Regions from separate parts of the Rattus norvegicus genome. Here region 1 is linked to region 2. The links are chromatin contacts, called in public Hi-C maps. All regions are on one chromosome and are shown on one strand. Each heading gives the region's core, a stretch centred on a gene start, on an enhancer-like site or on the middle of the called end of the contact. The rest is flanking DNA. Distances are from core to core; before and after follow the strand shown. Region 1 has its middle 240 kb from the start of Rps6kc1. Region 2 overlaps LOC120096346 (a long non-coding RNA gene).

Evidence for each region. A called contact is a pair of places that touch in the nucleus more often than the background predicts.
Region 1: a Hi-C map of liver shows a contact between it and region 2, with 6 times the contacts expected there. The contact joins two enhancer-like sites. A contact is called at or near these places in 2 of 12 Hi-C or Micro-C datasets (hepatocytes and liver).

The regions. Positions count from the first base shown.
Region 1 is chr13:104,782,272-104,787,631 of GRCr8, forward strand. No RefSeq gene overlaps it. Among named protein-coding and RNA genes, the nearest start is that of Rps6kc1, 240 kb to the right of the region's middle. Within about 2 kb of position 1,965, at least 2 of the 93 cell types and tissues checked have an H3K27ac peak or open chromatin away from gene starts, as enhancers often do. A contact at or near this core is called in liver, where this site is marked.
Region 2 is chr13:104,280,998-104,286,298 of GRCr8, forward strand. LOC120096346 (a long non-coding RNA gene) reads left to right here. Exons shown (of 2, transcript XR_005492742.2): 2 at 1-2,563. Among named protein-coding and RNA genes, the nearest start is that of Prox1, 33 kb to the left of the region's middle. Within about 2 kb of position 3,679, at least 1 of the 93 cell types and tissues checked has an H3K27ac peak or open chromatin away from gene starts, as enhancers often do. A contact at or near this core is called in liver, where this site is marked.

The sequences.
Region 1 (5,360 bases), core at 715-3,214, 500 kb after region 2:
CAAAGGGTGATCTGAGTTAGCCAGTTGTCGGGGGTCATGTTTGTCCCGTAGAAACTTGGGTTTTATCAGCTTGAAACAGCACTCCTGTGTCCACCCAGATGGCAATGACTCCATTCACCAAGGGTGGCCAGAGAGGCCTTCAGAGCTGCCCTGAGAAGAGGCTGTCATCCTTCCAGAGATACAAGGAGCTGAGCAGATAGCTGAGCCAGCAAAGTGTCCTCCAGCCAAGCATAAGGATCTGAGTCCAATCCCCAGCACTCGCTAAAAATCCAATATGGCGGCAGACACTTGTAATCTCCGGGACGAGGGCGGGAATATGCAGAATCCTAGGGCTCCTGGGCCAGCCAGCTTCGTCTCTTCACGAGCTCCAGATGAACCAGAGACTCTGCTTCAAAAAGGTGGATAGAATGATACCTGTGGTTGACCTTTGACCTTCACATGCATATGTACACACACACACACACACACACACACACACACACACACACACACACACACACTGGCAGAGAAACGTAAACCCTGCTCTTACTGTGTTGTTTGCACAGCTCTCTACCTCCCAAATACTTTTTCCCTGGAAAAGCCACAGATCGGTGCCCCAGATACCAAGTTAGAGTACTAAAGTCCAAATAAATGGAGTTTACCGATACTCGAGATCTGCCACATCGACCCCAAGCTTAGAGGAGTGACCTCCCCGTGCAGGCAAGGTCAACATCCAGCTCCGGGCTCTAGCTTCTCCGACTAGGTGAGAATCCTTTACCCTCCTTCCTCTGCTCCCTTTGACAAAGCCAGCTTCTTGCAGCTGCCTTGCCCTGCTAAAAGATTCCAGCAGCTTCCAAAACAAAGTCCGATGCAGCCACAGCTTGAGAAGTGCCCCGGCTCCCAGGCTCCTGGCCTTTGGGGCCACTTTTCACTTAGTACCATTCAAAACAAATAACGGCAAAACATCAGCCGGAGCCAGGCCAGACCAGAAGCAACTGGAACATCTCATAAAAGTGTAGTATTCTAGATAGAAAGTATGGGGAAATGCAGAGAAAAAGATGGTTTAAGACACTGTGACCTCCCCACAAACACAGACCACCCGAAATAATAGCACCGATGAATACCGGTCTCACAGACAGCAAGGGCACCCTCTATGGCAACCTTGGAGAAATAGAGCAAACACCCACCACACATAAAACAAAAACTTCAGCTCATTCCTCTCTCCCACCGGACAGGAGAGAGTCCTGCAGCCATGATCTCCCCAGCAAAGGAGAGGGGGCAGCAAAGGAGAGGAGGCTGGGCTGGAACCTTCATGTTAGACATAATAAAGGCATTGGAAACAGTTCACTACCTGTCCCTCTCATCAAGGACAGCTCTGATGATCCAGAGCTGAGAGCTCCTTCCTCTCTGGTTTACGGTGTGGGGTCCTGTCCTTGCTGTGTGTGTCCCTGTGTCATCCTTGGCCTGCAGACCATGTCTCCTACTGCAGCACTCTGGGGGTCACCAATGATGGCTTATCCCAAGGTCAGCCATTCGCAGAAAAACTGTGGACGGGATGTATTGAAAAATAAACAGACGGAAAATTAAATAGAAAACATAATGTGTAATCAAAATGGATTACTACTCAGTCACTCAAAATACACTGGTCCTTCCAAAAACGAAAGCAAAGAACTCAGGGATGGAACAAGAGCTCATAGTGTTAAATCAAAGAAGCCAAGAACAGAAGGAAAAGGAGAGAGAGAGAGAGAGAGAGAGAGAGAGAGAGAGAGAGAGAGAGAGAGAGAGGAAAAGAGAGTGGAACACTGCTCCCATCTCCACACATGATGTGAACACTACATGATGTGATCACTTTGTGATCTTTGCTTTACTTGCTCCTCAAAACCTCCGCAATCTGGGATTCTTTGGGGCTTGTATTCTCTCTCCAGGAAGCTCTCAAAAACTTTAATTCTCCAGAAGCCCAAGGCCTTTCGCTCAGGAATCAGAACTGTCACACCCCCTAGTGGTGACCTGAAGAATCCCCTCAGTTACACTACTCACCCCACCCACAGGGACTAGTTCTCCAAGTGTGCCACACACACAATCCTGGTGCTTCTGGAAAAACAGCCCAGGAGAAAGGGACTTTACCCTTCAGGCAAGCCTGAAGACAATGCGTGGATCGGCTTTTTCTGGGGGAGTCTGGTAAGTGTCAGCCTGCTCGGCACTGTGATTCTGTGGCTTCCGTTCTGTATTCCTCTGATAGAACTTCGGGGAATTAACCAGATAACTGCCCCTTGGTGGATATAAAACATCACAGTACTTCCAAAAGTGTGTGTGCGTGCGTGTGTGCATGCGCGAGTGTGTGCGTGTATGTGTGCCTATGTGTACATGTGTACAGGTGCCCACAGAGGCCTGAATTGAGGATCTAACCTTCTGGAGCAGGAGTAACATACAGTTATGAGTCATGTGAAACGAGTGCTGTGAACCGTGACCTCTGGTAGGGCAGTGTGACTGCTTTGAACCAGAATGATATCCCCCACAGGCTCAAATATGTGAATGTGTGGGTCCCGCCTCGCCCCCACATTGGAGGAACTGTTTGGGAAGGATTAGGAGGTGTGGCCTTGTAGGAGATGTGTCACTGGGGGTGAGCTCTGAGGTTTCAAAAACTCCTACCATTCCCAGTTCGCTCTGTGCCTCCTGGTTTGAGATGTAAGCTCTTGGCTACTGCTCTTCCCTCATAACAGCCTGCCTGCTGCCATGTTGGTCACAGGTTCACCCTCTAAAACTGTAAGCCCCAAATAGGCTTTCTTCTGTAAGTAGCTATGGTCACGTTTCTAAGGCAGGCAGCAGGCACTCTTAACCGCTGAGCCATGTCTCCATCTCCCAGTATTTCCATTTTCAGACAGAGAGATTGATGTTCAGAGTGCTCAATAATATCCCATCATCAGATGAGACAGGGTGATTTCCATGAGTCCCAGGACACACTCTCCCAGTCGCCTCTTCTAAAGTTAAATTAAATTAAAACGTCAAATAACTTGCTTAGATGACCCAGAAGTCTGAGATATTAATAATGACAAAATCAAATTCTCCCAATTCTTCTTGATCCCTGTGTCACTGGCTACAGGAAGCAAAACAGCAGGATGCTTCTGGCTGAGAGAGAATAGGAGTGAGAGCCAGAGCCAGAGTGAAAGAGGGAGAGAGGGAGGGGAGGGGCAGGGGAGAGGAAGGGAAGTGGGAGGGGAAACGGAGGGGGAGGGAAGGGGAGAGAGAGGGGGAGAGAGAGAGAGAGAGAGAGAGAGAGAGAGAGAGAGAGAGAGAGAGAGTCCCAAAGCACAGCACCTTCTCTCAGCTCTCAACAGAGGGAATGGGCCACCACGTTGGGAACCCAGTGGCACACTCCTGGTGGCATTGCAGATGCTGCCTGGTTTTCTGAGCCAGCCATGGTTTTCCTGTGTTTCCTGTGCCTGTTGGCCTGCTTTTCAGCAATAGCACATTCTGTAGGCATGTCATCTGTTGAAAATGGAGATGACAAATCACATTTTAAAATATTTTCTCCTTTCATTCATTAGGTAGGGGAGGTTCACTCAAGCCTTGGCACGCATGTAGAGGTGGACTGCTCTCCCACCAAGTGGGACACTGGGGATTGAACTCAGGTCATCAGGGTTGACAACAAGCCTTTACCACTGTGTCATCTCACCAGTCCAATACCTCACATTTTAAATGCCACATTTAAGTGCATAATATGTTTAAAAGTTTAATTCTGACAGTACAGGTTTTGGGATTTGCAGCACACTGGGATTGTTTGTTTGTTTGTTTGTTTAGTTTGTCGTTATTGTTGCTGCTGCTGCTGTCTGATGCTGCTTCTGACTCCTCCTCTTCTCCCTCCTCCTCCTATCCTTCCTCCTCTTTGATGTTATGAAATAGACTCCAAAGATGACTTTTCCCATATCACTGAAAGTTTGGCCTCAGGCACAGCCGGATCTAGAGGCTAGTCACTGAGCCCCAGTGAATGAAACTGGGAACAGGCTACTAGAAAATGCCTGGGACCCTGTCCTCATTGTCATAGGTATCTTCCAGTAACTGCACAGCACTCAGAGGCTGAGCAAAGCCATTCTTTCCAACACTGGCAGCCTTGCACTAGCCTTGCTGAGAGTCTACACAGGCTGGATTTCCCATCCGTACTGGCTGGTTTTGTGCACATGATATAAGTAGGAGTTATCACAGAGAAAATGCCCTTGAAGAAATGCCTCCATGAGACCCACCTGTAAGGCATTTTCCCAATTAGTGACCATTGTGGGTGGTGCCATCCCTGGGCTGGTGGTCTTGGTTTCTATAAGAGAGCAAGCTGAGCAAGCCAGAGGAAGCAAGCCAGTAAATAACATCTCTCTCTCCATGGCCTCTGCCTCAGCTCCTGCTTCCTGACCTGCTTGAGTTCCAGTCCTGACTTCCTTTGGTGATGAACAGCAATGTGGAAGTGTAAGCTGAATAAACCCTTTCCTCCCCGACTTGCTTCTTGGTCATGATGTTTGTGCGGGAATAGAAACCCTGACTAAGACAACATAGCAATGTCCCATGCGCCTCTGCCTCTGCTGCTACTGTGGAGGCTGCGGTAGGTCATGGGGTTTTCAGACCCGTTTTCCTCAAAGGCTTAGTTCTTAATGTGTCAGTACGTATAGACCCATGTGGGCATATACTGTTATCAATGGCCATTTTCCCAGCGATAACACTTTATACTGGCAAAGGTTTCCCCTGTGTCTGTTTTACAGACTCACCGTTTAAAGCTCCATAATTAGCCTGGCAAAATACATACGTTCCACAATATAACTATAGTTCAAGGTCAATTAAGCTATGGGGGTGTAGAGGGAGATGGATATGTGCATATTTAAATTCACACTGTGTGTGTGTCTGTGTGTGTCTTGTGTGTGTGTGTCTGTGTGTGTCTGTGTGTGTGAGAGTATGTGTGTATGTGTATGTGAGTGTGTGTGTCTTTGTGTGTCTGTGTGTGTGTCTTGTGTGTATGTGTGTGTGTCTGTGTGTGTCTGTGTGTGTCTCTGTGTGTGAGAGTGTATGTGTGTATGTGTATGTGAGTGTGTGTGTCTTTGTGTGTCTGTGTGTGTGTCTTGTGTGTATGTGTGTGTGTCTGTGTGTGTGTATGTGTATGTGAGTGTGTGTGTCTTTGTGTGTCTGTGTGTGTGTCTGTGTGTGTGAGTGTGTGTATGTGTATGTGAGTGTGTGTGTCTTTGTGTGTCTGTGTGTGTGTCTGTGTGTGTGTCTGTGTGTGTGTGTCTGTGTGTGTATGTGTGTGTATGTGTGTATGTTGTGTGTCTGTGTGTATGTGTGTGTATGTGTGTATGTGTGTATGTGTGTGTCTGTGTGTATGTGTGTATCTATGTGTGTCTGTGTGT
Region 2 (5,301 bases), core at 2,429-4,928:
GTATGCACCCTTGCTTGCCTGTGTGCTTGCTCTCAGCTAACTATCTTCTTCCTACACTGTCCATGACCCCTGCCTAGGGAATAGTGCTGCCCGGAAGGGGCTGGTTCTTCCTACATCAATTAATCAGAAGTCTCCTCGCAGGTGTACCCACAAGCCAATCTAAATCTAGGTACTTCCTCATTAAGACACTCATCCCAGAGGCTGGAGAGATGGTTTTGCAGTCAAAAGCACCTGCTACCCTTTCAGAGGATCTGGTTCAGTCCGGTTCTCTGAGCTCACGTGGTGGTTCACATCATAGCTCCAGGTCCTGGGGAATCTGACATTGTTTCCTGACCTTTGAGGGCACCAGGTACATACATGTGCACAGGCAAAGAACTCACACACACACAAATATAAAATTAAAAAAATAAGTCTTTTCAGGTGAAGTTGACAGCTAATACTAGATAGCACAGAAGTTATTATTGAAACTATGCCCACTCAGTTCTGTTCTGACTAACCTTCCCCGAATATTCCCCCAGGGAATGGAAGCCATATGCAGAAATAGAGGATGAACAGAATCACTGGCAAGGTGGGAAGGAGAGGTGCACAGGTGGACAGTGATGATTTCAGTCATCTGCATGGTTGGAGTGGGGGGATTCTGGGAAGTGACATACCACCCACCATCTGTCTCCTGTCTGTGCACACGAATACCTACCCGGGGCCATTGCTTTAGAAAGATGTCTCTTTTCCCCATCTCTTCATCTTCCCATGATTTCCACGACAGATCACTCTAAGAATCTTACTTGGCAAGGGAGTCTGGGAAATGTAGTGTCTAGACTTTCAGGCACATGGGATGGTGGTGGGGTTTATTTAATCTTTAAGGTTTTAATGACAATATTTGAGATTTTATGTATTTTATGTGTAAGGATATATGTCCGTACGGCATGTGCGTGCAGAGCCCCGAGGAGGGGATGGGTGTGGAGTCACCTATGGCTGTGAGCTGCTCTGTGGGTGTGGGAAATGAACACGAGTCCTCTGGAAGGTCAATCGATGCTCTAAACCACTGAGGAATTCCCAAGCCCAGGAAGTTTTTGGAAGTGTGATGAGGGCACTTGTCTCTCTGCAAAAGAAGGTCTAGAGTTGTTGCACTTGGTCCTTCTGGTGAGACAGCCAACTGGTTAACCGCACCACAACCCACATTTTCTTGAAAACTCTTCAAGAACAGATCTTAATGAACTTTGTGTCCACACCCCCCCCAACACGCAATAAATGGCTTTGAATTGATTTCATTAACATAGCAGAGTTGAAAGGAGCCAAGGAAGTGGTCCCTGTGTGTGTAAGTCAGATCTTAGTATCACCACCCACCTCATGGATCCTGGTGGTTCTTCTTAATCTCCCACCCAGCAGAAGGCACTTCCTCCCCACCCTGCTCAGAGTGAGGATGACCCAAATTCTTGGGTTCTGTCTGTGCACACAAAGAAAGGATGGAGGGTCTATGGATGCCCTGCCTTACTGGATCCACAGAAACTGTCAAGTATTTTTTTTTGTTGTTGTTGTTGTTGTTCGTTTTGAACTGTATTATTAAGTCATTTAAAAAGTTGTTCAAAATGTGTCAATACTGGTTCTGAACACAGCCTTGTACTCTGGTAAGAGGTGGAATTCCTCTTTGGGTCTGGGGAGGGTGGGCTGTGGGTCCCAACTGGGACAGAGCGGGAATCATCCATAAGTGAGTGCATCTGAGCGCATGGAAGGCCCGCTCAGTCATTAAAAAATGATATTTAGAAAGAGGCGGGCAGGCCCCAGTTTTGCTTCACCTCGCAAAAGCATGAGGATAATTAAACCCGTCCTGCCATATTTTCTTCAGTACCGCCAAAAGCTGAAACTATTGTTCCTCTGGTAAGAATGATGGTGGAGTGACTCAGACTTATTTACAACCATCAAAGACACGACTGATACGGATCGTGGCATAATTAAGCTTGTCATAATAAAGAGGTGACCGTATCGGGACAATCACGGGGGCTGTTATGATGTCACAGTTGCCTGTGCCCAGCGTTTAGCCTCTAGTTTCCACTCCCGCCCACGCTTATCTCCAGCTATATTTGGTTGTTTTACGGTGCTACCTGGACCACCGTCTGCTTTACAAAATAAATGAGCAGATTGCACTCCACGGAACCCATTTCCCTTGCTTATTGATGCTTTTCCTTGGTTTGATATGTTTTGGCCATTTCGTACCTAGAATCGCAGCTGAAATAGTCACGGGTTTGCTTTGTATGAAGGGGAGCACAGCTCTGAGCAATCAGCTAGTGGATATTGTTGAGCTGGTTGGTGAGTTTGGAAAATTCCACTCTTAAAAAAAAAAAAAGGCTACTTTCTCCATAGCAGATTTCCTCTTGGCTGCAATTATCCACAGATGATTGTCCAGTTTCCCAGTGGTCTTAACGGCTGCTGACATCCCCCAAACAGCGTATTTGATGGATTTTATGAGATATGCCTAGTGATCTTTTTCTAGGTGGCTTATCTTTTTTTTTTAACCAGCTTGTGCAGTTACTTAATAAATAAAGAAAACTGTCTGATCTCCCCAGCATGGCTGTTGATAGAATATTCCAAGTGTAGGGACAGTAAGATTGGGTGTTGAGTTATGGTTCTTGGTTGGACAGTTCAGCTGGGCATCCCTTACTTGGAGTCTCCTGCGGTCACAGATGGTAGCTGAGACCTGAGCAACCGGAGCGTCCCTTCATTTGTATCTTGGCCTTGGGTAATTAATTAGGACTCCTTCTCCATACTTAGGTCTCTTTAGAATTTTGTAGTCTTTTGGTCGTCAGATTTCTTGTGTTGTGACTGGCTTCCCCTAGAGCCACTGTTTGAAGACATCTGGGTGGATGTTGCAAAGAATCTAAAATATCACTTTGGAAGCCATGTAATCATCTCTTCCATTTTCCCCTGTGAAGGATTCCACTGGTGAACCCATACTCCAAGGCTTGGAGGAATAGAATCTATATTAACACAGGGGGATGATTTATTCATGGAAACAGACAAACACTTGATGTCCTCACCTTCATGAGACACTCCCTGTGTGTGGCGGGTGCCAAGCTCATCACAACCTAAGTGCTCACAGAGATGCGACTTAGCTTGAGTTTGACGAGTCAGTCTTTCTAATGGACTGCTGAGCATTAAGTAGCCACCCTACGTGTCTTTGCTTATGAGACACAAAACAACTGTTCTGAGCATCTCTTTCTCAATACACCTGTATGTGTCTGACCAATCACTTGGTGATCCCATTGCAACATTGGTTCATTCCCAGGTCTCTGAAATACAGGCCGGGCCACACCGAAGTATTCATTATGGTTTGATAGAAACTTAGATCCTTGCTGTGCATGGAAGTCCAAGCTAGCTTCTTTGATTCATCAGGGTTTATTGAAGAAGCTGAAAAGTCAGAGTTTGCCTTCACTGAGCTCCAGTTTTCCCGAGCACTTCTCTCCTTATGCAGTTTGGAACAACTTATAACACTCATGGACCTAGTGGTTGAGCTCAGACAGCGGGTGATAATCAAGAGGCGACATCAGCGTCCGTTTTCCACCTGGAAGTCCAGCTTTAGAGAACAGAAGACAGTTTGCCTCGGTGTGCTTCTCCTCTACACTGTTAAAGGAAGGTGATTGAGGTCTTTTATGCCAAAGGAGATTTCAGGTCAGGAGTGTTGACAGAAGGATTGGTGGCACTCAGCAAATCCTGGGTCTTATCATTTTTGGCACCATTTATGTCCATTCAATGGTGGCACTCGGAGGGGCTGGGAGAACAAGCTCCTGATGACATAGAGATACCTTGACATTTCAGGAACAAAGGTCAACAGTGCCTGGAAAGGTGCAGGAGAGGTAGGATCTCTGGGACCCAGGTCAGCCCCATGCCCTCTTACCTGCTGTCTCCTGTAGTAGGAAAGCACATTGTAGGGTGTTTTAAGTGGACAACCAGAACCTTGTCAGGATGTTTCTAGCAAGACTAACTTCTGAGTCAGCACATCGACTGCCCTCTGTGGATCCAATAACTTTAACTTCATGGCTGGTGAGTCAGGACCTGTCTTACTTACACCTGTGAATCCTGCATACCTGCATTTGCTTTGTCAATTCGAAGGCCTTTGCATTTTGAATACAATTTTACTTATCTGAGGAAGCTCTTTTTTGCTGGAAATTTGCAATAATTTGACTTAAGTTATATGTAATGCTTTCCTCCGTTCATGCCCTTCCATTTTCCATTTAGAATATTTAACTTACTCATTTTTATTTTTTAATATGTTTAATGGTATGTGCATGAGTATTGTGTGAACAAGTACGTTCATTTGTATACCACATGGGTACCTAGAACACACAAAGTTCTAGGAGGCGCCTGTTATGCCCAGAGAGGGCATAAGCTCCCTTGGAACTGGAGTAATAGAGGGTTTTGAACCACCATGTGGGTGCTAGAAACCAATGCAGGGTCTCCTAGAAGAACAATACATTCTTTTAGCCAGTGAGCCATCCCTTCAGTTCCCGTTTAGTTTATTTTTAATTATGTATATTTGTGTGTGAGCATGGATATGTGGATGTGAATGGAGGGATGGCCCTGGAGCTAGAGTGACAGGCAGTTCTGAGCCATGACATGAGCACTGGGAACTGCTCTGTCGTAAGAGCAATGCATTCTCTTAACTGCTGAGCCATCTTTCCAGTCCTCGCTATGCACTTTGATGCACTATTCAGTGCCTGCTGGTATATACTTTTACAGTGTTTTAGAGGCACCTGTTTTGCCCAGATGAGTGGCAGTGGTGGGATCATCTCCTCACACACATATACATGTAAGTGAACACATGTGAGTGATATGTAGATACTTCTGAAGAAGCTTCTCTCTCGATACCTGACCCACCTCTCCACTTTCCTTTGTTTTGTGGGTCAAAGTTGAGTAGTTTTGAAAAGATTTGATGAATCTGATTTATACATAAACCTAAAGAATAGTATAGTTATAATATTGTATTTCCAAGGATGAAAATCAGATAATTGCTCATCTTATGCTCTGGGACAGTTCTTTGCACACATTCATGACAGGTATAAGTCTTTGAGTATGCAAGCACTTATTGAGCCGCAAATTATCTTCTTCTGCTGCTGCTCCTGCTCCTTCTCCTTCTCCTTCTCCTCCTTCTTCTCCTTCTCCTCCTCCTCCTCCTCCTTCTTCTCCTTCTCCTCCTCTTCCTCCTCCTCCTCTTCCTCCTCTTCCTCCTCCTCCTCCTCCTCTTCTTCTTCTTCTCCTTCTCCTCCTCCCTCTCCCTCTCCTCTTCCTCCCTCTCCCTCTCCCTCTCCC